Regions from separate parts of the Gossypium hirsutum genome. Here regions 1 and 2 are each linked to region 3. The links are chromatin contacts, called in public Hi-C maps. All regions are on one chromosome and are shown on one strand. The core of a region is the stretch at or near the end of the contact, and the rest is flanking DNA. Distances in the headings are between cores, read along the strand shown. Region 1 holds the start of LOC107945999 (histone-lysine N-methyltransferase EZA1). Region 2 holds the start of LOC107945993 (vacuolar protein sorting-associated protein 51 homolog). Region 3 holds the start of LOC107946004.

Evidence for each region. A called contact is a pair of places that touch in the nucleus more often than the background predicts.
Region 1: a Hi-C map of leaf shows a contact between it and region 3, with 1.7 times the contacts expected there. The contact joins the promoter of LOC107945999 here to the promoter of LOC107946004 in region 3. A contact is called at or near these places in 4 of 34 Hi-C or Micro-C datasets (hypocotyl and leaf).
Region 2: a contact with region 3 is called in a Hi-C map of leaf, with 1.9 times the contacts expected there. The contact joins the promoter of LOC107945993 here to the promoter of LOC107946004 in region 3. A contact is called at or near these places in 2 of 34 Hi-C or Micro-C datasets (both in leaf).

Annotation. Positions count from the first base shown.
Region 1 is chrD12:43,649,158-43,652,553 of Gossypium_hirsutum_v2.1, forward strand. LOC107945999 (histone-lysine N-methyltransferase EZA1) reads left to right here and starts at 2,113. Exons shown (of 17, transcript XM_016880183.2): 1 at 2,113-2,244; 2 at 2,681-2,782; 3 at 2,996-3,270. The coding sequence starts at 2,206.
Region 2 is chrD12:43,702,511-43,706,230 of Gossypium_hirsutum_v2.1, forward strand. LOC107945993 (vacuolar protein sorting-associated protein 51 homolog) reads left to right here and starts at 1,432. Exons shown (of 20, transcript XM_016880178.2): 1 at 1,432-1,809; 2 at 2,003-2,142; 3 at 2,383-2,437; 4 at 2,558-2,665; 5 at 2,947-3,045; 6 at 3,176-3,253; 7 at 3,343-3,420. The coding sequence starts at 1,639.
Region 3 is chrD12:43,500,552-43,504,397 of Gossypium_hirsutum_v2.1, forward strand. It overlaps LOC107946004, which reads left to right and starts at 1,732. Exons shown (of 8, transcript XM_016880189.2): 1 at 1,732-2,123; 2 at 2,210-2,277; 3 at 2,343-2,409; 4 at 2,494-2,621; 5 at 2,743-2,813; 6 at 2,924-2,967; 7 at 3,085-3,153. The coding sequence starts at 1,857. It overlaps LOC121224135 (pentatricopeptide repeat-containing protein At2g31400, chloroplastic), which reads right to left and starts at 450. Exons shown (of 4, transcript XM_041106820.1): 1 at 1-450. The coding sequence starts at 186.

The sequences.
Region 1 (3,396 bases), core at 863-3,362, 150 kb after region 3:
CATATGTCACCGGATCAACAGAATAACAAAACCGGTGCGTAATAGAAAAACTTTCATTGGTGTCGTTCCGAATATTTTACACCTAATTCTTTTACAAAGTTCTGTCAAATCTATGTTCTGGTTAAAAACCAGTCACACTGTATTCTCCGATAAAAAAATAACACCGTTTTTTATGTGACAAACCTCACCATCATAGTAAATAACAGCACTAATACGTTCACTCATCTTCAATTTCTATCCTTCTTAGCCTCTATAAATTTTTTTTTGTTGTAACTTATGCAATTTGAGAAAAAATTTTGCCTCATTTATAGCCTCAGGCCAAACAGGAGCTACTGTAGCAAAAACGCGTCCACGTGAGAGCTTCTTTCAGTACTTTTGCTGACAATGCATTCTACTTAAAGCATTTTTAACACTATTTGCTCAAACATGTCTTCTCGAAATTATTTTTTCAAGAGTTACTGTAGCAAAAGAGCGTCCACGTGGGAGCTTCTTTTAGTATTTTGCTGACAATGGATCCTGCTTAAAGCGTTTTTGACATTATTTGCTCAGAAACGTCTTCTCGAAATTATTTTTTCAGGAGCTACTGTAGTAAAAGAGTGTCCATGTGGGAGCTTTTTTAAATTAACAAATAATTTAATTATGTAATCCTAAACCCCAAACCCTAATTTATTTGAGTTTTTTCTTAAAAACCCTAAACATTAAACCCTAATCTATTTTTTTAATTTATAATTAATTTACTCAAGTAATCTTAAACCCTAATTTATTTGATTTTTCTTTAAAAACCCTTAACACTAAACCCTAATATGATTTTAAAATTTTTTTAATTAATTTACTTAAGTAACCCTAAACCCTAATTTAATTGATTTTTTATTTAAAAACTATAAATACAAAACCCTAATCTAATTTTGAAAAATTTTTAATTAATTTAATTGAGAAACCTTAAACCCTAAACCATAATCCCTTATTTATTTAATTTTTTCTTTAAAATCTTAAACCTAAAAACCCTCAAAACCCTAACCCTAAACCAAAAACCCAAAACCCTAACAACAGGAGACATGGGAAAAACACTTCCTCAAGGAAGCGTTTTTCTGCTTCGTCACCTGACAACGCGTTGACGTGGACGTGTTTTTGGGGAAATAAGACCATTCCGGTAATTAATTTTTTACCTGGCTCATTTCAGTAATTTTTAAAAAAATGGCTTTTATTTGTATATTCCCCTAGATTTTTCCTAAATATTATCACTAAATAATTTTAAATATTATCACTAAATAGTTCAAAATTTTAAAATTAAATTTATACTAGAGATTAAATTTAATCTAATTACAGAGTTGTAATAATAAAAAAAATTATTCAATCTTTATCTAACCACTTTTTTTTAAAAAAACTTCAACCCTTCAATCTTTATCCAGTTATCTTTGTATTTTCAATCTTTCAATCAAGCCCTCCTCTTTACTTTTTGTTCCAATTTATCCCCTTTTTGTAAGAGTTTGAATTCAGTACACCAACTTCATTTCTGATAAGAAAAATCTAAATTTAATAGCATTTTATCCGACAATTAGCCAAGAATAAATATATTAAAAATACGAATTTATCTTGCTATCATGCACTAACACATTAAAAAATATTTATATTAAAAAACACTATTATAAATATAATAAATATTTTATTATATTAAAAAACACAAATAAATATAATAAATGTTTTATTGTATTAAATATAAATTTTAAAATTTTATATTTTGGTTTGAATTATTTAATTAAATAATTTTTCTAAAATTTTGAATAATGAGTTTAATTATTATTAAGTTAGTGATTTAATATAAACTGTATATGCACAAAAAAATTGTTTTATCGCAGCTTTTAGACACTTGTTTGGCTAAAAAAACAAACATTTCGTACAGACAAGCTATATAATTTGGGCCTTCACTTAAAGCCCATTGCGTAAGCCAGCTATAATTTCTGAAGGCGAAATTTAAATGAAACAAAATAAATATAAAAAAGATAAAGAAAAATAAATGCTTTGGGCCCGTGTGAAAAAACTCAAAAATTGAGTCCCCCAACAGTAAAGGCCACGTAACAACAGTTCACACGTGCCAGGCCTTTACTGTCCTTCTTTACTTTTTTATTATTTTCTTCCAGATTCTTTTTCACTCTGGTTGTATGACTCGGAGTCGCAGAGAAAACAAAGCACCAAATTCAGCCAACAATGGTCTCTAAAGGGAGCGACCCTTCCACTAAATCTAAAGTTAGGATTTCTCTCTTTATCCTTTTGATCTTCAATTTTTCCCTTTTGATTTCTTCTTTTTGTATTCAATCTTCATTACTGATCATAAAAAAATTAGTTATCAGTCGCTTAAATTCACTGTATCATTTAAACATAAAATTTAAAATGATTTTTCAAAATATTATTTTGATTTTTAGTTTGTAATTGATCACGTAGACTTGAAATTCCACTGAATATTATTCGCCAATGGTTTTGTGTGGAGGCTGAGGTTTCTCTCAATTCCATCGCCGTTCACTGCAGCTTATACTCTGTTTGGCTGCTAATGAATTATAAAGAAACAGAAAACGGAAAGGAAAAAAAAATGGAATTGAGTTTCCTTTTTTCTTTTTAAAAAAAATCCGTTTTAGCTTAATTATCAATGTTTTGATGTTATTGCTATTATTTGTTGATATGGCAGAAATCACTTGAAGAGTGCTCTAGTGGTGGAGTAGGAAACTTGACACATAAGTTAAATCAGCTTAAAAGGCAAATTCAAGCGGAGAGAATTGCTTCGATTAAGGTGGATTAGTTATGTTCGTCACTTATGAATTTCACTTTTTAAATTATTGCTACATTATTTATTTGTCCTTGAATTTCACTAGCGTCGTCAATTCAGTGTGAATTTGATAAGCAACTATTACTGTTGTATTCGGCTTGTCTAAATTGAATTGATTTGCGCTCCAACCTGCTAGAGATGCAAATAAATTATATTTATATTGGGTGGTGTGCACAGGAAAAAGTCGAGAAGAACAGAAAGAAGCTCGAGAGTCATATTTCAGAGATTTTGTCAGCTACATCAAGTAGAAACGTTCTGTGTGTGGAGGAGAATGGATTTGGTAAAATGCTTTCTTCAAGAATCCAAATTCCTCTATTTAAGTATGCTGGATTTGTGCAAGGGTCGGGAGATAGAGACTATTCTAATGGTCACGAAGTTGTATCTTCAACAAGTGTCAAGCTTCCGTACGTTGAAAAGTTGCCACCATATACGACATGGATTTTTCTGGACAAGTAAGTTGGATTAATTTATTAGTTTGCCTAATTTTGAGTATTCTATTCTGTCTGTTTAGGTACACAATACTTCTGCTTTGAATCAGTATGCCACTAGAGACTTAAGCCATTAAGTCATGGGTTAGC
Region 2 (3,720 bases), core at 182-2,681, 200 kb after region 3:
TGTTTAATGTTTTTGACCTTTTTGACAATGATTACTCGAAAATTATATTGATTATTGATTAATTACATATTATTATTCTTAATTCAAAATAAACATTGAAGATAATAAAAACAAATATGTAATTAATAGGGTAAAGTTGGATTTCAAATTTCAAATCTCCCAATACCCACAAATACAATTTGTAATATATGGTAATAAATTAGAATTAAGTGCATCTTTATTTAAATCACATCTCTCAATTATAAATGTTATATTTATTATTAAAATTATTAATATAACTATTAAATAACCCATCAAATATTTAAAATAAAAAATAAAACCTAACTTTTAAAATTTAAAACTAAAATTAAAAAAAAACCCTTTAATTTAAAAAATAGTGAAAGATTATAATATTATTATAAACTTAAATATTTTAGTCACTTATGTTTGAAATGTTATGTTTTAGTTATTTATGTTAACCTGTTGTAACATTTTAGTTCACTCACTTCTTAACTGTTATTAACGGTGTAACAGTACGCTGACATGGCACGTTAAATCATCATTTCAAACAAAAATTTTAGGTTAAATTATACAATTGGTCCTCATATTTTTTTATTTTGAGCAATTTAAATTTTTTTCTTTTATATTCTTTTAAATTTCCTTTTTTTTTCATTCTCTTATGCTTCTCTCTCTATTTTCCTCCCTTCTCCATATCTTTTAATGTAGTTTTTTTATATTTTTCATTTGTTAAAACGAAAGGGGAAGAAGAAAAGGAAAACAAAGAAATAAAAAGAAAAAACTAATATTGTTCAAAAAAATAAAAAACTAATATTGTTCAAAAAATTAAAAGTATAGAGACAAGTTTTAACAAATAGAAAACATGAAAAATTATGTTAAAAGAGATAGAGAAGGGAGAAAAACAAAGGTTGAAGCAAAAGAGAATGGAAAATAAAGAAAAAAAAGAAAAGTTAAAAGAATATAAAAGAAAAAAAATTAAATTGCTTAAAATAAAAAAAATATGGGAATCAATTGTAGAATTTAACCTAAATTTTTGAAGGGAATTAACGGCTTAGTGACTAAAACATAGCATTTCAAACATAAGTGACTAAAATGTAATCTGAGGTAAATAAAAGTGACTATTTTGATAGTTTAACCAAAATAAATGGACTGAAGGGAATGATAAAAATTGATAAGGATAAAAAAAACAAGGCAAAAAAAAAAAGAAAACCAATGTCAAGGATGTGAAAAGCCATGTACGTTGGTTTCATGCAAAATTCAGCCTTTAAATTAAAATATAAGGACCTAAATATAAAATTTATGAGGACTAATATCAGAATTCGACCTATTTATTTCTATTTGCGAATGCAAACAAATAAATTGCATATTGGCGCTAAACAAATAAAACTTTTACACAATGAATAGGTGTTTTTGTAATTTGGGACTTTTTGGGTCCTTTTCGACAAATTAACTGCCTTCGAATTGCGTCGCATCTAAGGAAAGACGGTGCACCAAAATAACCGTGCAGCCAAGCTGGTTTGTTCAACGCCAAGTCGTTCATTTTCATTGCCTGTGAAAAATTTCACTCGTTTCCCGATCTAAAACCAAAATCTCCCTCATTGTGATTCGCGGTGAACAAATCATTAGTAGAAAGAGCAGAAAATGGGGACGGAAGATGTTCCTTTGGACGACAAGGCGAAGAGAATGAGAGATCTGCTGTCGAGCTTCTACTCTCCAGATCCTTCTTCGACAAACGACGCTTCTTCAAACCACGGCAGCTTAGACGCTATCGACACCACTTCTTTCGATGCCGATCAGTACATGAACCTCCTGGTACGTTCCAAATAGTTTTGATCTGAATTACGGATTGAAATCTTACTGAATTCTAGTGCTAGATTTTTTATAGAAATCAATTGTTCGGAATGGAATTCGTCGTTTGGATTAGATTATTCATGTTTTTGGTTGGATTTATAGTTGATTTGGAGGGTTTGATACCTTAAAACATGGATTGGATTGAAATGTATAGAAACGGAAGTCGAATTTGGAAGCGCTTCTTCAGAGGCATGTTGAAATGGCAGCTGAAATTAAGAATATCGATACCGACTTGCAAATGCTGGTTTACGAGAATTACAACAAGTTCATCAGTGCCACGGATGCAATTAAACGGTAACTTGTTTCAATTCTTAAAATCAATGTTAACATCCGCCACTACTAGTAGAATCGTAATTTGGGAAAAACTATACGGCTTGTCAACATTATATCTGTCCGTAGAGATTTTGTTATTTCCTTTTGATTCTGCAAGATTTTTGATGTGGTAGCAACTGTTGTTTGTTCGATCAAGTTATCTGGACTTCTGAAGTTCGTTCACAACCACTGTTTCTTGTACTGGAATTTTGATTTTAACAGGATGAAAAGTAATATTGTAGGCATGGAAACAAATATGGATCATCTGCTTGACAAGGTGTGTTGGAATATTCTTCATGTTAGTTCTAGTTGAATTTTTTGAATAATGTATTAACAAAGGAGGAAAAGTGAATTACTCAAAGCTGAATTGTTTTCCTTTACATTTTTATAATTGCAGATAATGTCAGTGCAATCTAAAAGTGATGGGGTCAACACTTCTCTTTTTGAAAAGAGAGAACATATAGAGAAGTTGCACCGGACACGTAATCTTCTGCGTAAAGTTCAGGTATTAAAGACTGCTAAATCTACATGGAGGCTAGTGAATAATGTAACAGCAGCCCTAAGGTCGAACTGAAAACATGTTAACTGGATGTAGCAATTGTGAGTAATGCAATGTTTTATTGAAGTAGATCATAATGCCCATGACAAAATAATGGTTTTAGGTTTTAGAGCTTAGCATTAGAAGTTATTAAAGAAAAATTTTCACTTTAGGATAAATTAAAAAATTACTTCCTCTTTATACATGCAATTGCTAGTTACTCAAACATTGTCTCATTTGGAGAACAGTTCATTTATGATCTGCCCGTTAGACTTGAAAAGTGCATCAAGTCAGAAGCATATGCTGATGCTGTCAAGTTCTACACTGGAGCAATGCCAATTTTTAAGGTCATTGTTTCTTATCTTGTTCGTTTTCTTCTATTTTTTAATTTTAACACTTCGTTTTCTGCATAATTTTGCTTTTATGTCAAAATTTTCTGTTCAAAAGATTTAACACACACCATTGTTTTCTTACCAGGCTTATGGAGATTCGTCATTTCAGGACTGTAAACAAGCATCTGAAGAAGCGATTGCTATAATGGTTAAAAACTTGCAGGTATGTCTGGTCTTTGCCTTATGCATGTATGGTGATTTATTGCAGATAAAAGAAATTTTTTAATGCTTTTCTGAAAATTACCTTCTCAGGGAAAGCTGTTTTCAGATTCTGAATCCATTCAAGCTAGAGCTGAAGCTGCAGTGCTTTTGAAGCAGTTGGATTTTCCGGTTTGTACTGCAAACTTTCAGATTGAATTATCTAGTTGGTTGTGCTCCGTCAAAATGGAGCTTAAAAACTAAATTACCATGTATGGCTTTACTCCATGAAATGCACTAGCAAAGGGATGTAAATTACTTCATTCTTTCTCTCTCATGTTTTGTTTAAAAAATTGAACTTCTGATTACTGAAAGTCTTTAAAACGTGCAGCTAATATCTTTGACTTTCAGTAATGCTACTTTCTAAACAGGATTTTGATATCACTTCATATATCTGTTTAAGTATATTCTTATGCATGACCTAGCTTATGT
Region 3 (3,846 bases), core at 482-2,981:
GTGTTTCGTAGCATTGGAAGACGAAGGAGGGGGTTTGGAAAGGGAGAATTTTTGGGGGTGAGGTTGGTTACGGTTGTTGTTATGGTGGTGATTACGGTGGTTTTTGAAGTGGTTTTGTGGGTACTGATGGTTCTGATAAGGCTTTGTTGTAGCTGTGATCGAACAATGCGGCGGCGTTGACGCCATTTTCAACAACACCCTAAAAAAACAGAGGATGATGGCGGCGGCGGCAGCAAACACTATATAGGGATCAACAAAGTGATGCTAAATAGGGCTTTTGTAGGGTTTGTAAAGATGGGTAACAGTGGATTGAAACTGAGATGCCATTAGTGAAGAGACGACGGTGAAATGAAGAAAAGAAAGGGTCGGGGCTTCTTTTTTCTCTCTCTAAAATCTGAAGGGATAAGACACAGAGAAATTGAGCTGAGTTACTTTGTTCAGACATTGATATGTACGACCCACTCGTGTCAACTACTGTTTGTCTAGCACTCAATGCTTTCCACACACGTGGCAAGTGTAAAAATACACCCCCTGGTAAGTTTATAATTTGATGCATAAAGTTTTCAAGGTTTAATTCTACCCAGATCCTGAACTCTTCTAACTTTTGAAATTTAGTCCCTGTACTAAGGCTTGATATAAAAACTAAAATTGGTAAAAGTACCATGGAGGCCCTTGTACTAGAATTCAGATTGCATTTTACCCCATCTACTAAAAAAATAGGCAAATTAGTCTTTATATGTTAGATCAAAAAGCAAACTGGTTTTTCTGTTAAAAGTTTCATCCATTTCTAGTGTTAAAAATAGGTCTCTGTATGTTAGAATAAGGTACACACAACATGTCGCGTGTAACTGTCTAATGATTCCGTCAATCACACCAATTTTTAACAATATAAATGGATTAAATTTTTAACAGAAATGACTAATTTGCTCTTTGATCTAACGTACAAGGTCTAGTTTACCCAATTTTTTTAGTAAAGGGAGCAAAATACAATTTAATTCCTAATACAAGAGCCTCTATGATACTTATACCACTTAATTTCAATTTATTGCATATGTTCAAATTTAAAGGATTTCAGTTAATAGTGTTATCAGTTGGACTTTAGTTTTCAAATTAAACAAGTAGAGTGACTAAACTCTTGAAATTAAAAGCAAAGAAAATCATTTTCAAAATTTTTAAGAGTATAGGGAGTAAAGATAGAAATATACCAATTTTAAATTCAAAAATTCTAATGAATTGTTATTAGACAAGGGTATATTATCAATAAGTACTATTTCATATATATTTTTATACTTTAAATAAAAATACATATTTTTATCAATTTTGCAATTTCTTAGTTTTAAGTTTGATAAAGATAATTTTTATAATAAGAGTTTTACAAAACACTTGAAAGTTGTACCGTTATTTAAAAAAAACTAATTAGATATTTTTATTTATTTTAATTTGATCTATTTATCATATTTTGATCCTTGTATTTTTATGAAAAATTAATCCTTTTATTTTACTTATTTTTTGTATATAAATAGCTGAACTACTAATTTCCATATTAATAATTCAACTGTAAGGTTTTGTAATGTTACTAAATTATACTAGCCTTTCAATTTCACAAATTACGTTGATAAATTCAAGTAAAGGGACTAATTTCTTAATTTGTATAAAATTAGAGGGATGAAATTAATAATTAAACATTTAGAAAACATGGCAATTGAGCGAATATTAGCAACGAACTTCCTGTTGTTAAGTGCGACTTTGTTTCATTGGTCAGCTAACGACTGTAATCCCTCCAAAAAAAAGGTTACTATAAACAAAGCAATAAAAACGGAAGCACCTGCTTCTATAACGACTTTTCTACCTCGACAATGGTGGTTCGGTTCCTCCTACTAGCATTCTTGGTCTTTGGGTTCGGTTTAACTAGACGGGTCAACTCGCACGAGGAATCGGGAGAACGGAGTTGCGTGTCAAACTCGGAGGAGATGCACATCCAGGCGGATTTCAAACCCGGAATCATCACCCTCGACGGCTGCGCCAATGATTGGGAAGACATTGATGGGTCCGAATTCTCCCTCCGCCCGGCCCTTGATCCAGATGAGGACCATGAGTACAAAGATGGGAAAATGACAGTGAAGGTAACTGCTCTATCAACTAATCATGAATCTCGTAAAACGGATATGAAAGATACCTTAATTTGTGTGTTTTCGTGGGATTGTCTTAGGCTTTACATGATGGAAACAATGTCTTCTTCTTACTCCAAGTTGATGGGAACTATGTCTACTCCAAAGGGTATGCTTCTTTTTTGGCCCTGTTTGAACATTTTGTGATGAACTGAGTGTTACATTTCAATGCAGGGACATCAAAAAATGCCCATCGGTGGCTCTCATGTTCCAAATTGGAGACAATGCTACCTATCATAATGTAAGCAATTCCATCAAACTCATGTTCTATGTTTAATCTTACTTTAAATACTATTTGTTTAGCTTTCTCTTGTTCTATCGTAAGATGGGCGGTTGTAAAGAACAAAAGGGGTCTTGTACCAACAAGACTTGCAAAGGCCATGAAGTCGACCTTATGCATTTCGTTATCGGAAACGCAATACCGGGAAGGCTTTACGGTGGAGGTGATAATAGGTAATGTAGTACGACATAAATTTGTAGTACAAAATAAATTTGTAGTACAAATGTATCTTTTTTAGCCATCATAAAAGTCAATGATGTACGTTAATATACTTTTTTTTATTTGTTGACACAGCTTTGGTCCTTTGGTTGATGCATATGCTTGGAACCCACACTGTAGATACCTTAATGGAATGGGTCCTTCTGGTAAATTAATAAGACCCTCTTATCTTAGTGATATTTTCTTCTTCTTTTTTTCTTTTTTTTTTTTTGAGATGAGAATGATGGGGGCTTGCTTTGAACATGTCAAAACAAAGTGGGATTAGGCACTAAAGAAAAAGTGACTACAGGGATCATCAAGGTGACATTAAATCATCAAAGATGGCACATCAGCAAATATGTTTTTATTTGATTGACCATGCTTTGGGTATTATCCTTAATATGTTTATGGCATTAAATCATCATTCTTCACTGTTAGGAAATCATTCTAGTGGACAGAATAACTGGAAAGGAGCATGGTGGCACAGTAGCTTTGCAGATAAGTCAGGTAACTAAACTATTAGGATTATATTCTAATGGAGTTGAATATCTTAGAAAATTAGTGTATTCGGTACGAAAGGAACGATCTATATAGGTTCTATATGCATGTTTCAATGTCTTCAAAGAATCAAACCTGTTGAGTACTGATCACTGAGGCATGTTTTTGGAGCTTAGACAAGCAATCTCCAGTGCATCAAATCTGCAACAATATAACAAATGAGCTTTCCTTAATGTCAAAAATAACTTTTTTTAGGGGGTTGTCCAGGGATTGAACCCGAAACTGAAGTCAACTGAAGATCTTAACACAAGTCCTTTGGTTTTGTCAACATCATTGTCTGTTGGTCTATCGGTTTTTGGTTTTCTAGCGTCTTAAGACAGTGGAGTTAATACTTCATCTTTCAAAATTTCAACCTTAAACTCGAACACTTTTAATAGGGTTTGTGGAGGAAGACAGTCCTTATTCCAAAGGAGGTGAGAAGGGAACATATTATTTCGAATTCGCCAGGCCTTTGAGAACCATGGATCGTTTACAACAGGTTATATGATCTTCTTCTATAGCTTTGACCTTTTAGTGTATTTGCTTCTAGTTAGTTTTGACAAGTAAAGCAAACAGACATATATACCTACTGCAAGAATATCATTCAGTGGAATGTGTTAGATTTTTTACCTTGCAATAACATGACAGAAGTAACTTCATTGT